2 separate regions of the Mus musculus genome follow, and region 1 is linked to region 2. The links are chromatin contacts, called in public HiChIP or PLAC-seq maps. All regions are on one chromosome and are shown on one strand. The core of a region is the stretch at or near the end of the contact, and the rest is flanking DNA. Distances in the headings are between cores, read along the strand shown. Region 1 overlaps Cacna1d (calcium channel, voltage-dependent, L type, alpha 1D subunit). Region 2 holds the start of Il17rb (interleukin 17 receptor B).

What was found. HiChIP or PLAC-seq counts read pairs in DNA pulled down with a chosen protein or histone mark.
Region 1: a contact with region 2 is called in an H3K4me3 HiChIP or PLAC-seq map of the SCID.adh cell line, with 15 read pairs. The contact joins the enhancer-like site here to the promoter of Il17rb in region 2. A contact is called at or near these places in 4 of 39 promoter capture datasets (the 3T3-L1 cell line, the HPC-7 cell line and embryonic stem cells), 3 of 484 Hi-C or Micro-C datasets (embryonic fibroblasts, mammary gland and myocytes), 2 of 115 datasets of contacts at active chromatin or transcription factors (the SCID.adh cell line and T-cell acute lymphoblastic leukemia) and 2 of 9 other capture datasets (adipose tissue and embryonic stem cells).

The regions. Positions count from the first base shown.
Region 1 is chr14:30,128,881-30,135,608 of GRCm38.p6, forward strand. It overlaps Cacna1d (calcium channel, voltage-dependent, L type, alpha 1D subunit), which reads right to left. Exons shown (of 47, transcript NM_001083616.2): 10 at 1,237-1,324. Among named protein-coding and RNA genes, the nearest start is that of Gm52106, 59 kb to the left of the region's middle. Within about 2 kb of position 1,786, at least 8 of the 459 cell types and tissues checked have an H3K27ac peak or open chromatin away from gene starts, as enhancers often do. A contact at or near this core is called in the SCID.adh cell line, where this site is marked.
Region 2 is chr14:30,003,410-30,011,008 of GRCm38.p6, forward strand. Il17rb (interleukin 17 receptor B) reads right to left here and starts at 5,487. Exons shown (of 11, transcript NM_019583.3): 1 at 5,323-5,487; 2 at 3,441-3,465; 3 at 2,614-2,754; 4 at 867-994; 5 at 152-278. The coding sequence starts at 5,382. It overlaps Chdh (choline dehydrogenase), which reads left to right and starts at 5,591. Exons shown (of 8, transcript NM_001136240.1): 1 at 5,591-5,824.

The DNA.
Region 1 (6,728 bases), core at 536-3,035, 120 kb after region 2:
GCCATGCACAGAAGCCAGGACTCTGGTTCCCCGTGGCTGATTCTTAATAGCTGGCCAGTTGGTTAAGGCCAGAGCAGATGTCAAGGTGCTAACGGTGTGCCAGGAGCACCCCCAAGGGCCCAGGCACAAGAGAAGGCTCAGATTTCCGGACTGGCCATGGACCGGTGCAGGGTCCTTCTCCTTTCCCTCCCTCTAGCGGAAGCCAGTTTGCTGGGCCACTGTGGCCTGCAACCCCAGTCTCAACAGTAGCAACTGTTGCTCCTGCCTGGCTCCTGCGATCACAGCAAGGGTAAGGGTGGGGACACAGCATGCCTTGCAAAGCTCAGTGTTCTCATCTGTAAAATGGGGACAGCAAATCCATTCCCAGCCCACTTCACGTCATAGAGAGGGCAGAGCAGGAGAACAGGGGTGAATCGCTCCATGAGCCATCGCCATACCTCCCAATAGTGTGTGTGTCATATTTATGAACCTCTGCCCCAAATGAGGTTGAGTTCTCTTAAAGATGACACCCGTCCTTTGGAGGAATAAGATGTAAACGATGCAGGCAAGAAGCAAACAAGTCAAATCAGCACCGGGCTCCCCAAAGCAGGCAGTTCTTGGCACATTCTGCATTGCTGCCCCAACCCTGCTACTGCAGCCCAGTTATCTAGAGAAAAGCCTGGGAACCCTCAAGGGGATAGCGCCCCACGTGGTCAGGAAAGGGCAGTGCAAACACAGCTCCAAAACACGGGGCCTTGAGCAGTGGAGGGCGGGACCTCCGGATCCAGCTGCCGGGATGGGGTTGGAAGGTCCCATGGGTGAAGGAAGATTTAAGTATGTGGCACATTCTAGCCAGCAACTCTGCCATTCAAGCTCTTCCTTCAAAGCACAGATACCAAACCCAAGTGGGAGGAGAAATCAGCCTTTACCCCCACCGCCGACACCCAGAGGGCCCGGTCTTGGCCGCGCCTCTTCTTTTCCACCAGCACCTAATGAACAGAGCAGGTGGCTGGGTTAAAAAGCACACTTCCCATGCCCTGCCTTAGGCAGACAACGTCACAGCAGAGGCAGGCAAGATGCTGAGATGCCCCAGCAGACCTGGTATAGGAGGAGGGGTACCAAAGGGCTGGAGGCAGCCTGTTGGAGCACAGCTGATCTCCTTCCAGAGCCCAAGGACTCCACTGTCCTCTGGGGGTACCCTCTCAGCGCTAGCATCTCCAAAGTGGGGTAAGGAGGCTGAGCAGCCTCCACACTCACCAGAGAGTTCCACAGCATCCCTGGGTCTCGCCTTCACCACTTACGTTCTCTGTGTTGACAGATTCAGTCTCGCTGGTGGGCATGCTAGCTGTGGGGAGAAGAAAAGTGCTTTAGACAGCGTGCTGTGGCATGACATGCCAGGCGGTGGGCCAGGTGCAGACTCTCAGGATGCCGGAAGGAGGGCTATCAGGCGTGCCAGGCTGAGCCTACGCTTTCAGTGGCTGCAGAGAAAGCCAATATCACCTGCAAGAGACAATTCTGGTGACCCAAATGCTTCCCAAGAAAAGAAGCCATGGTGTCACAGTGAATGGAGCCGGCAGGCCTGGCACAGGCCTGTTCTCTCTATCACAGCACTACAGAGAAGGTATACAAATATCTCAGTATGGGAATGCTTCCACTGGCCCCTTCTGCAGAGTTCACGGCTCATGGAGAGGTCTTTACAGCACACCAAAGACAAGCTATTACAGTTGGAGGAGGCAGTGCATAGAGACACGTGCATAAACGTTTTTCAAATGTCAGGAGCTCCACTCAGTCTGTGGCAGTTGATTGGATGTCTAAGCTCCACCGAGAGTGTACGGCCAGCATAGGGAAGGTACTTCCTGAATAAGCCAGCACTGGAGCGCTATGAAAGCAGAAGGAAAGCCTTGGAGCAGAGAGCAGGTGAGGGCTCTTGCCAATCATCGAGCAGGGCAGGGCCAACTTCAGTCCCAGGTCTGATGTCTCTGAGACCTAGGTCCATGTCAGGATCCTTAGAAGAAGGGGAAGAGATGTAAAACGGGCCTACTAGTGCTTGGAGGTCCCTGGATCCCCCAGAGCCAACGTCTGACATGTGGTCACCTGGAAGGTGAGGGGCAGATGTCCCTGAATGGAGCTACCTCAGGAGTCTGTGCAAGATGCCCTTGGGAAAGATGCCTGATTATGCTGGGAGACAGAGTGGAGCTGAGAGGGGGAGGAAGCCCAAACTGAAGCTGGGGAAGCTACCTAGGCTCATGGACATCTCTTTCCTGAGGCAGAGCCCCAGTGTTCAGAACCTTACACTACCCGCACGAAAGCCTTGCTCCTGTGGTCAGGCAGTTCCCCTGAGCAAGGACACCTCAAACTTCATCTACAAAAACTGTTAGCAGTGCCTATAGAACGGTGGTGGACACTGTGAGCCCCAGTCGAGGCTGGGGGTGGGGGTGGGGTGGGACTGGGGGTGGGGGTGGGGTGGAGGGTTACTGTTCTCTCTACTGACTGTGTGGCTTCCATCCCTGCTGAGGAGAGAGAGAGAAAGCTCACTGCAAGGAGAAAGTGGGACCTGACTCATAGACCCAGAGGTCAGAGAGCCCTGTCTCCCAAGGGCACAAAGGGAAGTCCCTGAGCCCTTTGTGAACACACAAGAAGCTGAGCTTGTCGCTGCGGGAGGCTTAGCAGCTACATCCAGGCCCAGGTTTCAGAAGCAGAGGCCAAATGAACACCAACTGATTACACTCCTGGGACTCTCCTGTTCCTTTTCCTTGAATTCAAAGCAACCAACTACAAACCTCCATTCACTTTGGAACCCATGGTGGGGGGAGGGGGCGGGACACAGGGAAAGAAACAAATTAGGAAGTCTCATCATCTGACACAGGAATATCCTTCAGCAAGTACTCCATTAAGACCCATGCACTCGCGTACACACACACACACACACACACACACACACACACACACAGCCCCCTTCTCCTGTCTGTTCTATGCTCCCATCTGTAAGACTAGGCTGTAATATCATTGTAGCAGCTTGTTGCAAGTTGCCCCTTGTACTGACAGGTGCGGAAGACCACACTGGAAACTCTTTTCAGATCCCACCAGGAGTCCCTCTCTTTGTGACCTGGGATAGCTGCTGGTTTCTGAGGCTGAGGTAGCATAACATGTGCTGTGCATTTGGGGGAATCTCCAGGCCCTGATCTGCCCCACTCTTCATGAGAACATCTGCCTCTCTTTGAACTTCAATTTCCTAGTGATAAAATGGCAGTGTGAACCACACATTCAGGGCCATTTCTGTCCATATTAAGTGCCCCCACAATTCTCTTATTTGTCATATTGAAACATTACTAGTTTTCAAAGGTAAACTTCTGAACAGAAGAAGTCTTGTGGCTTTTGCACTCTGGAGGTCTCATGCATGCCATCGTCAGTGCAGGATGTGGCTCTTCATCCCTATAGCTTCATTTTACAATCTGATGGGGGCAGGTAGGTGACGGCCGGCCTGTGACCAAGGGGCCACATCACTCTGCATCTCTGGATCTATGCTAATTATTAGTGAGCCACTCTTACTGAGTGCTTAGAGTGCCACTCTTAGCTGCTTCCCAAGGCTGTGCAGGCAGAAAGGCAGGAAACAAACCCCACACTGTGAATGGCAACCAACACTGGGAACTGTGGAGCCCTGAGGCCAGGCTACACAGAGGATGAGGAGGCCTCCCTGCCTCAGACTCTCCCACTCATCCTCTGGGGTGGTAGGACAGTACCAGAGAGTATCATGTGCTTATCAGTCCTAAATCTAACTCCCACTTGTGGCCTGGCTTCTCTCTGCCTCCATGTCTTCATCTATATGGTTAAGAGCATCTGCCTCAGGGCTGTAGACACACTGGGTGTCAGTCAGGACTGAACAGGCTGTAGGCACACTGGGTGTCAGTCAGGACTGAACAGGATGAGGCACACTGGGTGTCAGTCCTGGCTCCAGGTCATGGGCAAGGTGTCCAAGCACAGACCCTGCCAATGGTATCAGAAAAACTCTCCGGAGGATCTCTGAAAGCAAAGCACTCCAATTTGTGGTCATTTTGCCCAGGCCCCTCTCGTTGCTGTCCAGGAGCATCTAGTGTGAACAGCCAACTATACTTCTGAGTTAGTGTGGGCTACCACTCTGTGTATTTTTTTTTTTTTGACTTAAGAGGAGTTACTGTCTAATTTAGCATGTTGTAGGGACAGCAACCCTGCAGTCACCATCATTTACAGGGTCCCCAGGAGTGTGGTGTCTATTCCAGAATGATGTCATCAGGGCTCTGGAAGGGAGAGGATGAAGACATTGTGTGCTTGAACCTTGATCAGGTCCCTCAGTTTGAGCAAGGGGCCGAAGCTCTGCAGAGCTGGGTAGCCCGGTGTTCAGCTCCACCCACCCCCTGCAGAGGTCTGGCTGGGGTAGGGCTGTGGGCCTGGCTGGGGCGGGGCTGTGGGCCCAGCTTCCACATTAAGCATTTTATCCTCCATGGCTACACACCGCACATTTACTTTCATGCTAGTGACTGAGTAGAGCCTCCTTCCTGCACTTAGCCCTCAAAGGTTCTCATCTACACTTTAAAAACGACCAAGACAGAAGAATCCATCAGTGTTGGAAGAGGCTCCTGGAAGTACACAGCAAAGGACGTGAGTGCCCAGATGACCAAGCAGCTGGCTTGCCACAGGGGTAGTCAGCTCACTCCCATCCCACTCAGGATGCACCCCTGTGTGGCACACCATACCCACAGTTTCAGTAGAGATGCTTAAGTAGGCTGATATACCACAGGGTTGGAACAAGCTTAAATGCTACTGAGTATTCCCATGTCTACACACTACACCCAGCAGACAAGCCCAGTTCCTGGAGATAGTAACAAGCTGTACTGGTGACTATTGCAACTCTATAAAAGTCAAAGCAGGAAGGATTACAAAAATTCATGTGATAAACCCGGGGACAGGTGCATTTCTCCTAAGGCCTCCATGGCATCTTATGGAGTAACTACCCTTCTTTCCCCAGCAGGAGTCAGTGCTGGGGCTTTGCTAGGGTTTAGGCAGACCTCTCAGAACCTCCTGCTGTTTGCAGATGCCAGTCACCCCCTACAGGAACACACTAGGGCCATCTGCATAGGGAGGAGTTACAAGTCTGTTTCTACTTCAGGTGTTGGACCTCTGGGGAGAGCACTAGAAGCTGGGGGGCGGGGAGGAGCTGGGAGGAACCTGGGTGCCGCTGCAGGTAGGGGGATGTTGGAAAGCTGCCTAGCTCATCCTTGGTGGCATAGACAGCCTAGGCGAGGCGCTACCTGGAGCCACTCCCTGAGGAGGCAGGTCACTGTTTTTTTCTTTAACATGGAGGAGTACCAGGCCTGGCTTCCACTCTGAACTATACTTCACAAAATAACCAAATGATGGACATTTCTCAAGCTAGCACAATACCTAGTATCCTTAACCAACGCACAGATATTTCCTCATCAACTTTCACTCTATAAACTACGTGTTTCACAACCATACTTGTCAGCTGTACAAATTCAGAGGCAGGCATACACAAATGCATTTGCACACACATATGCGCACGTACACACACACACATGAGTCTATGCAACTGGGCAGCACCTCGGAGTGGCATATACCAATTCACCAGGTCATTTCTTTCAGTGAGGTCAAAGACTCAGAGGAGCAGTCGGGGAGCCTGGCCTCATCATCGCATAACTAGGGCATGCGTTTGTTGTGTCTGTGTTACCTGAGCCGCAGGCCAGTATCTCCTCCAAGATCCAGTTACCTTTGACCAGCTCTCAGGAGGAACAGAAACACCCATAGCTGTCTGGTTTCACTACTGGCCCTTGAGGACTGAAGTCTCCCGACATTTTCCCAGCCCTTCAAGGAGACCAGGACCTGAGCAGCACTGGGAAGCCACTGCCCACCACCCACTCAGGAGTTAGGAGCCCTGCGGCCTGCCCAGAAGAACCTGAATCCAAGTCCTCTCCGGGCCTAATATCCAGGAGATAGAACACAGCATTTGAGCGGCTCCTCAAGAGCCTAAGTCAGCCCCAGGAGCCCCCTGACCCTCCAGCCACAGCAGCCCGGAAGAAGGCTTTTCAATACGCCACACTGAGCTCTTCTGCAGTCCTTCTGAAAGCTGTCACGACAGCAGCTGCTTGCATAGATGTCCTGGGACTCTGAGTGGCTTGCTTTTAAAATTATTTTACCTTCTGAAAAATGTTTGTATCTATGTTAAGTGTAAACGTAAGCCACACGCATGCAGGTGGCCAGAAGAGGGCATTAGATGCCCTGGAGCCGGAGTTACAGGTGCCTGTGACCTATACAGTGCTGGTGCCCCACACTAAACTTCCCACCCCTGTAAGAGCAGTGTGTGCACTCAGCTTATCACAGAGCCTTATATCTCCCCTTCTCAGCACAAGCTCTCGCCCACACTTGGGGATTTCTTTTAGTACTTCCTGATGCTGCTAAGCTTCCCAAGGGATGGGGGCAAGAGGTAAGGCTGGATAACGCATCAGTGGCAGGACTGTGCTCCTTCCCCAGGAACAGGGGTCTGACCCCAAGCTCTTCTGTCCTTGCATCATTTTCATGGCAAGCATGAGCAGCGTCGTGCTGTGACAACACGGCTAAACCCCAAAGTCCCAGGTGGCCCCTGAAGGCACCGCTACATGCTTGTGCTAATGCGTGTTGCTCACACAGAGCGAGGGATTTCTATGACGCAGCCACATTCACCTTGGGAAATGTGGGTCAAGGTCAGACTGAGGCCTCCA
Region 2 (7,599 bases), core at 4,237-6,736:
CCCTACCCTGAGTTAGGACCGCTCCGCACTGTGTCCACAGAGGAGGAAGCTGACAGCTTCGAAGGGTTCCCAAGGCTCGTCGCACCAAACCATGTGCCGTAACACAGGTGAGACAGTAAGACAGAAGAACCAAGGACATGAGGGAGTTTACCTGGCGAGGTGAAGTTCACAGACAAAGAAGGGCTGTCCTCATTCATATTAGCATTGGGGATGTTATGGGCGCTGATGAGATAGAGAGTGCTCAGCTCCACAGGGAAGCCTACATAGGAGAATGTCCACTGCAAAGCAAAGCAAGGTATCTGTACAATACAAGGGCAGAGCTACTTGGGGCGGGAGCTACTTACTTTCATTTGTAAGTGTTTTCACAATTACGTAGTGTGTGTGTGTGTGTGTGTGTGTGTGTGTGTGTGCGTGCAAGTGCTAGTGAGGGATCATGCCATAGTGCATGTGGAAAGATCTGGACAACTTGGAGAATTGTTCTCTCTACCATGTAGGTCCTATGGACTGAACCTAGGTTGTCAGACTTGAGAGCCTCAGCCCGCTTTTCGTTTGTCATTTGATGGAGCACCGCTATGCTCCAGCTGATACGGGTCAGTATCTATAGGGAATGGGCCCAGCCCAATCTACTGATGTATCTCAGAATTTAAAAAGTGTGGCATTTTAGAGTCAGGGTATAAGTTCAACTCCCCTCACTGCGTTGGGCATTGAGTCTCAAAGATGCTGCCTTCTCCAGTTACTGAGGAGACAAGTAGAGTTTGGAGCCAGGCATCTTGCTCTGCTCTGCATCATCGGGCTTTTCTGAAACATGCTAATCATGCTCCTCACACGAAGGGTCTGTCTGTCAAGGACAGCCTAGAAGTACTTGCTTTGCCGCCGGAAGGTCTGGTCTGGCTTTGGAAGGCCTCTGTGTAGTTGCACCTCACACAGCTGTATGAATTCATGTTGTTTTTGCCACTCACGCAGATCTTGGTGGCCTTCAACAAGCGGATGCTGGCTGCAGAGACAGTTAAGTGGGAGGTTGCTTTCATTAGTGCTTATGTGGCTCACACAGGTACTCAACAATTTAAATGCTTTGTCACAGCTGGTGTGTACTGTGGTCCCCAGGGTACAGACAGAGTGAACGAGGTTTTAGGAGTCTGGGGGATGGGAGGTAATTCTGCCTGAACTTCCACAGCTCATCAGCAGGAAGTGCAAGTTTGGATTCCCAAGCCCAAGACCCCTGCTGCTCCTAGGCTGGCCTCAGTTGTACAAAGTGCCTGTGGTTAGTGATGCAACTGCCCTGGTCTAAGATGACTGCTTGGGATCTGCACATAACCTAGGGTGTGTCTTTCAGTGCATGCATATAGGTATTTCTTTCAGGCCTAGGGAGGGAACGAATGGGTCCTATACAGTGCTTATTTCTGGTTTAGTGGATGCTTCAGGCTTTAGCTTTGACTTTTTTTTTTTAAAACCCTCCAAGCATCAGCACCCGACTATGCCTGTTTTGACAGCCCTATGTCCATACAGACCATACTGTCTGTCTGCTCCTCCATCCCTATATTTCCAAGCTCCCTTTAAAGTCCATAACAAGATCGACCAAAGACCTCACCCTGCTTGGTGTAGGGCCTAAGCCTATTGTAGCATCTCACAGGAGTGTCCTGGGGCCATGCCCTGGTCCTTCCAGCCCCACCCCACTCACATAGATCCAATCACCCCTTGGGGCATCCCTGGCTGCCTCTCCTACTGCTCTGAAGAACATGCTGACGAAGCCTGTCAGTGACTTGTTTTCCCAGGTCACTGGGACCCTTCTCCTGGCTCTTTCCACAACCTCCTTGAGTTTTTGAGACAAGGTCTCACCCTGTAGCCCAAGCTGTCCTGGAACTAGTAAATAGCCCAGATGGGCCTCAAACTTGTAACAGTCTCCTATGTCAGTTTCCCAGGTGCTGAGCAAATGTACTCTTGACTAAACCAAGTTTAACTTTGGCAGATGGAAACCACAAGCGTGGTCATCAGGGCCCCAGGATTGGCTTGTGCAAGGAACTCGCATGTTGCTCTCCACCTAATCTGGAAAAAACACCAGGACTTTGATGATATCATTTGAGAAGTAGGAACGTAACCTAAGCAGAGCTTTTCCTAAAATGAGGGGAGTCATCTCTGCCATGAAGTATGACTGAGGAAAGCCTTTGCTTGTCAGCGACTTTGCACACTTACACACCCAGCCAAGAACTGCCCCCAGCCCAGTGCTGCCTGGGCTTTAAGTCACTTCCAAGCCAGAGTAGCCCCCAGACCCCATCCTGAAGTCAAACCACTTGTTTTGTTCTTTCATGTCCCACGGTAGGCATGATTATAGATATAGCTGTATAGCTCTTTGTACTCTGACTGCTTGTGTTTGTGACATCCATATTGTCACACACACACACAATTCTCATAGCTGTACTGAGTTCCAAAGTTTCCACATTGTGATTCCTTTTTGCTCTTGGGCATTTGCATGCTGTTATGAATAGTGCTACTGTACACATCCTAAGATAGTATATGCCTGTGTATGTCTGGGGTATGTGCCGAGGAGTAGAATTAATGGGCCCTATGTCCTTCCCGTTTCTAGTTTAGTAGACACTACGACTGATGCAAACTTACCGTCTGCCCGGAGTATCCAGCTTATGTTCATCAAAATTGAAAACTCCTCTGCTGCCACACTTGTCTTGACGAGTTCCACTTGGAGGTCCCTCAAGTCTCCTGGAGTGAGTGTGTGTTGGACCATCCACTCTGGAGATGGCCCTGGGAGGAGGCAAGGGGACTTCATTTGATACTCCTGTTTCCGGCCCAGTCAGAAGTTACTTCCTCCAAGTGATCTCTCCTGTTCCATCACCTGTTCACAGCTCACTTCTGCTAAGGAAAGCTAAACTCCTGGATCCTGGCAGGTTTATGCACCTGAATAAATTCTCTCTGCCTTATGGTCCCAAACTACACAGTGTTTGTGTATTTGTGTGTTTGTGTGTTTGTGTGTGTGTGTATGAGACCAGTCCTCCTTTCTCCAAGCCTCACCCAGGACTCCACCCAGGACACTATGACAGCTCTTTTTTAACGCCCCATCTTTGCTGCCACTGAACCTTTCACTCACTCTCCCTAGTCACCTTCTTCGACAAAACCCACCCATTCTTCAAAGGCTACCATGTCGGGTACCTATGTGTAAAACATTTGCTGCCTACTCCCAACAGTGGTATCACCCCTTGTACCCTAATCTCTGTCCCTCTGTGGGGTGACAGGTACTGCTTCCCATGTAGCATGGTGCATCCCACTCTGCCTGTGTGCTAATTCACTGGGAGGCCAGCCCATTTCAAACACACCCTTACTCCCCAAAGTCCGCCTTTCCTCATGAGAACCTCATTCCTGTTAGTTAACAAGGCCACGCAACACACTGTGCCTGGTCTCCCGTGACCTTCCCAGTTCTCTAATGTACCCACCTGTCTCAGAGCCACACTGAATAGTCTGCAGGAAAGAGAAACCAAATGTCATGTTGAAGCCAGTAAACCACACTCCTCACTTTACCAAATTAGGCACCACACCAATATTGTTCCTTAGATGCATATACAAGTGACAAGTTTTCAACGAAAAGATGAGCCGGGAGCTGGAGAGATGAATCAGTGGTTAAGACAGCATATTGTTCTTGCAGAAAACCTGCATTTAGGCTCCAGCTCCCATACTGGACAACTCACAGCAATTGCCTGTCACTCTAGCTCCAGAAATCATAGTCGTGGTTTCTGAGGGCACACACACACACACACACACAAATTAAAAATACAATTCTTTAAATGTTTTAAAAGAAAAGAGCTAGTTTGATTGCACTTTCCAACTTGAGGGGAATTGAGCTGCCCCACTGTAGCTGTGATGGGCCCTGGCTTAGCCATTGGTACACCTGGTTTTCTGGCAGCTGCTCACCCCCTTGAAGACCAGGTAGGCCTCATGCATGCTTTCTTTCCCTGCCTCGGATTACTGAGGGCCACGGTGAGGCCACTTGTATCATCTAATGCTTAACTGTTGGTTTTCAGGACCATGTAATGTTTATTAATTTCTTCAAATTAAAGATTGGCTATGCAAAGAGGAGAAGAAAGCGGGGAGCAATGACTGCAGCCCGCAGGACACACACACACACACACACACAAGCTCATATCATACTTCTGAATGATCCAGAACTCAGCTGAGCTACTTAGAAATCCGTTGGGGACAGTGACCTCATCTTTCTAAAACAGCTTTCAAAAAAGTAAAACCCCCCTACTGTCTACGAAAGGCCAGTTACTAAACCCTTTGACGTTTCCATTAAAAGGGAAGAGTACTAGTTTGGAAATAGTATATTGAGCCTAAAACATTTATTTTAGTTGTCAGTAATCTTCAGTGGCAAGACACAATGTGACAAACCCAAAGGACTCTTAAGATCTCAGCTCTCTCATTTCCAAAACCTTGGTGAAGGCAGAAAGCAGAGGTTTTGATGGAGCAAATGGGGTTTGGATGATGTCATCCACTGTCCTTTGCTTTGTGACATTCTCTTATTAAGCAAATGAGCCACCTACTAGGAACCAAGTTCTACTTGAATGGGAGCAAGACAAGGTGTGTAGGAAAAGCCAGGTGAGGGCTCTACATTTTGCAGAGTTCATTCAATGTTCTTCACAGCTGCCCCCAGGACAGTTTTTTTCTCTTGCACAGAGACGGCAAGGGCTTCAGGACACCATAAATAAGCTGTGACTTTCCACAGTCACCAAGGATGCCTTCCAATGTGTGAAGAGAGCAGGGCTTGCATCTGAATGCCTTGTTGAGGATGCGCTTTTCCCTCCTAGAAAGATTCTTTCATTCATGGGGACTGGAGAAGAAAGGAAAGCTGCCTTCAGGAGTTAACATGGCCCTAGACAGAAAGGAAAAGCAAGCAAGCAAACTGATGCAGGCTGTCTGTTGACCCAAGAGGTGGGCAGCACAGATGTAAGCAGTACTGTCTTGTTTGTCATCATTAACCCAGGACAAGGCATACCTGTGTGAGTTGAGTACCACCCTTTTTCTTTTTGAGGAGAATACTACGACTCAAATGCCCAGGTGGCATCTGTGACAGTTCTAAACCTCATTCCCCTGGGAAGCAGTCTGACAACTGATACCTTCCAGGATGGCAATAGATGGGTGGTGTGAGTTCAAGACCCATCGCGGTTAGCTCAGGGGTGCAAACTGGCCCCTTTCTAAGGATGGTTCATGGACAATTCCTTGACAGTTGAGCTGGCAGGTTTTCAGGCGCTTGTCGCTTGTCAGGGTTCAGCTAAACGGATGGGAACCGAAAGGGTGCCCACAATGGAGGGGGATGCTTACCGGCTCTCGAGGCAGGGCGCTCCTGCACGATGCAGCCAAGATCAGCAACACTAGCAACATGGCCCGGCCACTGGCCACCGCCCACCACCACGCGGAGCTGGGGCCAGAGGTCCAGGGTCCTCTTATCCAGGCGCCCGCCGCAGTTCTCCGGGCTCCGCCTCCCACAGTACCGCCCTGCCCAAGCCGGCGCTGGCCTGGTCCCAAGACAGTAAAGTGGCCGCCTTGTCGCCCTCGGGGCTCGCGGGGGTAGGCGGGGTGCGAATGACTCAGGCCCGGGAGGACTGAAGCTCCAGCAGGCGCGGGGCGTGTCGAGCCCCGCGCACAGGTGTGTGCCGCAGGCCAGGTGGGGCGACCGCACCCGCGCCTGGAGCCAGACGGAGCAGCTCGCGGCACTCCCGGGACGCCAGTTAAAGAGCAGCGGGCGAGGATCAGCGGCCACTGCCTTCTCGGCTCTCCTGGCTCCTGTCCTTCGCGTCCTGGCCCAGGTGCGGAGTTGTCCCGGGTGAGTAGCTAGCTTTTCAGGTCCTAGGCTGGGTGAGGACCTGAAGCGGAGGGGCTCAAGCCACTGAAACCTTCTGGGTTTTGAGAGAACTAGCGACAGGAACTTAACAGTTACAAGGTAACAGTGATAGGAATCTCCACCCCTGGCCTCTCAGGCTTTCTGGTTAAGTGTACTCCTATAGAATGAGGCCTGGCGGTTACATCTGGGGTCCCGAAGCTGGTGTCTCAGCACTGTGGGTTCCGAGCTAAGGTTCTGACATTTGGCAGTGCTGCTTCTGCCTGAGTGAGATCTGCCCGACTCTCCACCACCTCTCGGACCTTAATTTTGGGAAGGTGGGCCAGGGACCATCCTTTTGAGATGAAATGGCTTGAGAGGGGGATAGCCCAGTATCATTTGGGGTTAGAGAAAGGGCTACAGAGCCTGGAATTCTGCTGCTTCAGCCCTTCCTATATCGTTAGCAGAGCTGGGCTCACCAGACACGTAGACAGTGGAATTGGAGAGAGCTTCAGGCACAAGTCCTGCTTCTCCCTGCTAAGAGGTTGGGTGGAGTCAAGTGGCTGTATTTGCTGAAGCCCGACTGGGATACAGACTAAATTCATCAGTGAGACAGACTTCAGGTGAAGATTCTGGTTTTGATTCACCTGGAGAAGGCTCCGTCCCTAGCCTCTGTTGGATTGCAAGGAATAGTTTCCTGAGAAACTTGTTCTGGTGCCTGACCAAGGAGATTGACAGAAGGGAGGTTGTAGCCCCACCCTCGCCTGGAACTGGGCCATCCTGGGCTCCCACTCAACCTCAGCGAGCCGTTCAGGCTCAGTGGTTCCTGGGAACAATAAGCTTTCATAGCAGCCTTTCTGACCGGTAAACCCTTGCCTGCTACCAGGGTGCAAAGGTGCATGCTCTTGGCATGGAGCTGAGCACTGTGACAGGAACATGCAAGGCCAGAGTACCTGCCCTGGTGGGAAGACAAAATGGAGACGGCCTTGTTTTCCAGCTTCTATCTGAGAACTTTGCCCTATGGGGCTGAGGAGCCAGGCAGATGTTTAGATAACAATCAGTTTCCAGTTTTGAAAAACAGCCCATGGGGCTGTGCAGAGCAAGTAGAGAGCACTCCCTCTCAGCTGAGCAAGTCACAGCCGATTGCCAACACGTGTTTACTCGGTGAGTAGCTGAGTGCCAGTCCCTGGGCTGCTCTGGCAGAACACAGCCTGCTGTAGTCAGCTCAAGGCAAAAGGCAAGGGGCTTTGGGACAGCAGGGATAGAGAGGTCAGGTCCAGGGACAAGTCAGCCATTTCTTGGCCCCTGAGACAGAAAGGCGGGCAGGAAAGTTCTTGATGTCACATGCACACAGAAACTGGAGCGACCTCTCCTGACCTTGGCAAGGGGAGGTGGGACAAACATAAGGAATTGGGTACTTGATTGGCTTGTTTTGAGAAATGGCTCAGGGCAGCTAGTTGGGTTTCTTATCCCGGAGAAGAATCTGGTGGCAAAGGAGAGAGGAAGAGTTGGGTGAAGGGGGTAGAAAGGGGTGGAAGATATGGGAGAATACTCAGGCAAGGATGCCAGGACAGCCTCCGAACACTGCCTGAGAAGTGCCACCAACCCACCTCCAAGGCCAGTGATGACAGGCTTAGAGAGGACACTGCCCTGTCTCTGGGTCAGGGGCATGTATCCCGTGGCCCATGTGCAGTGGAACAATATGCAAGCAAGGCCCTGCAGCTACAGACGGGGTTATAGCTGGGCGAAGAGCCTGTACCTGCCTGTCTTCAGGACTCTAA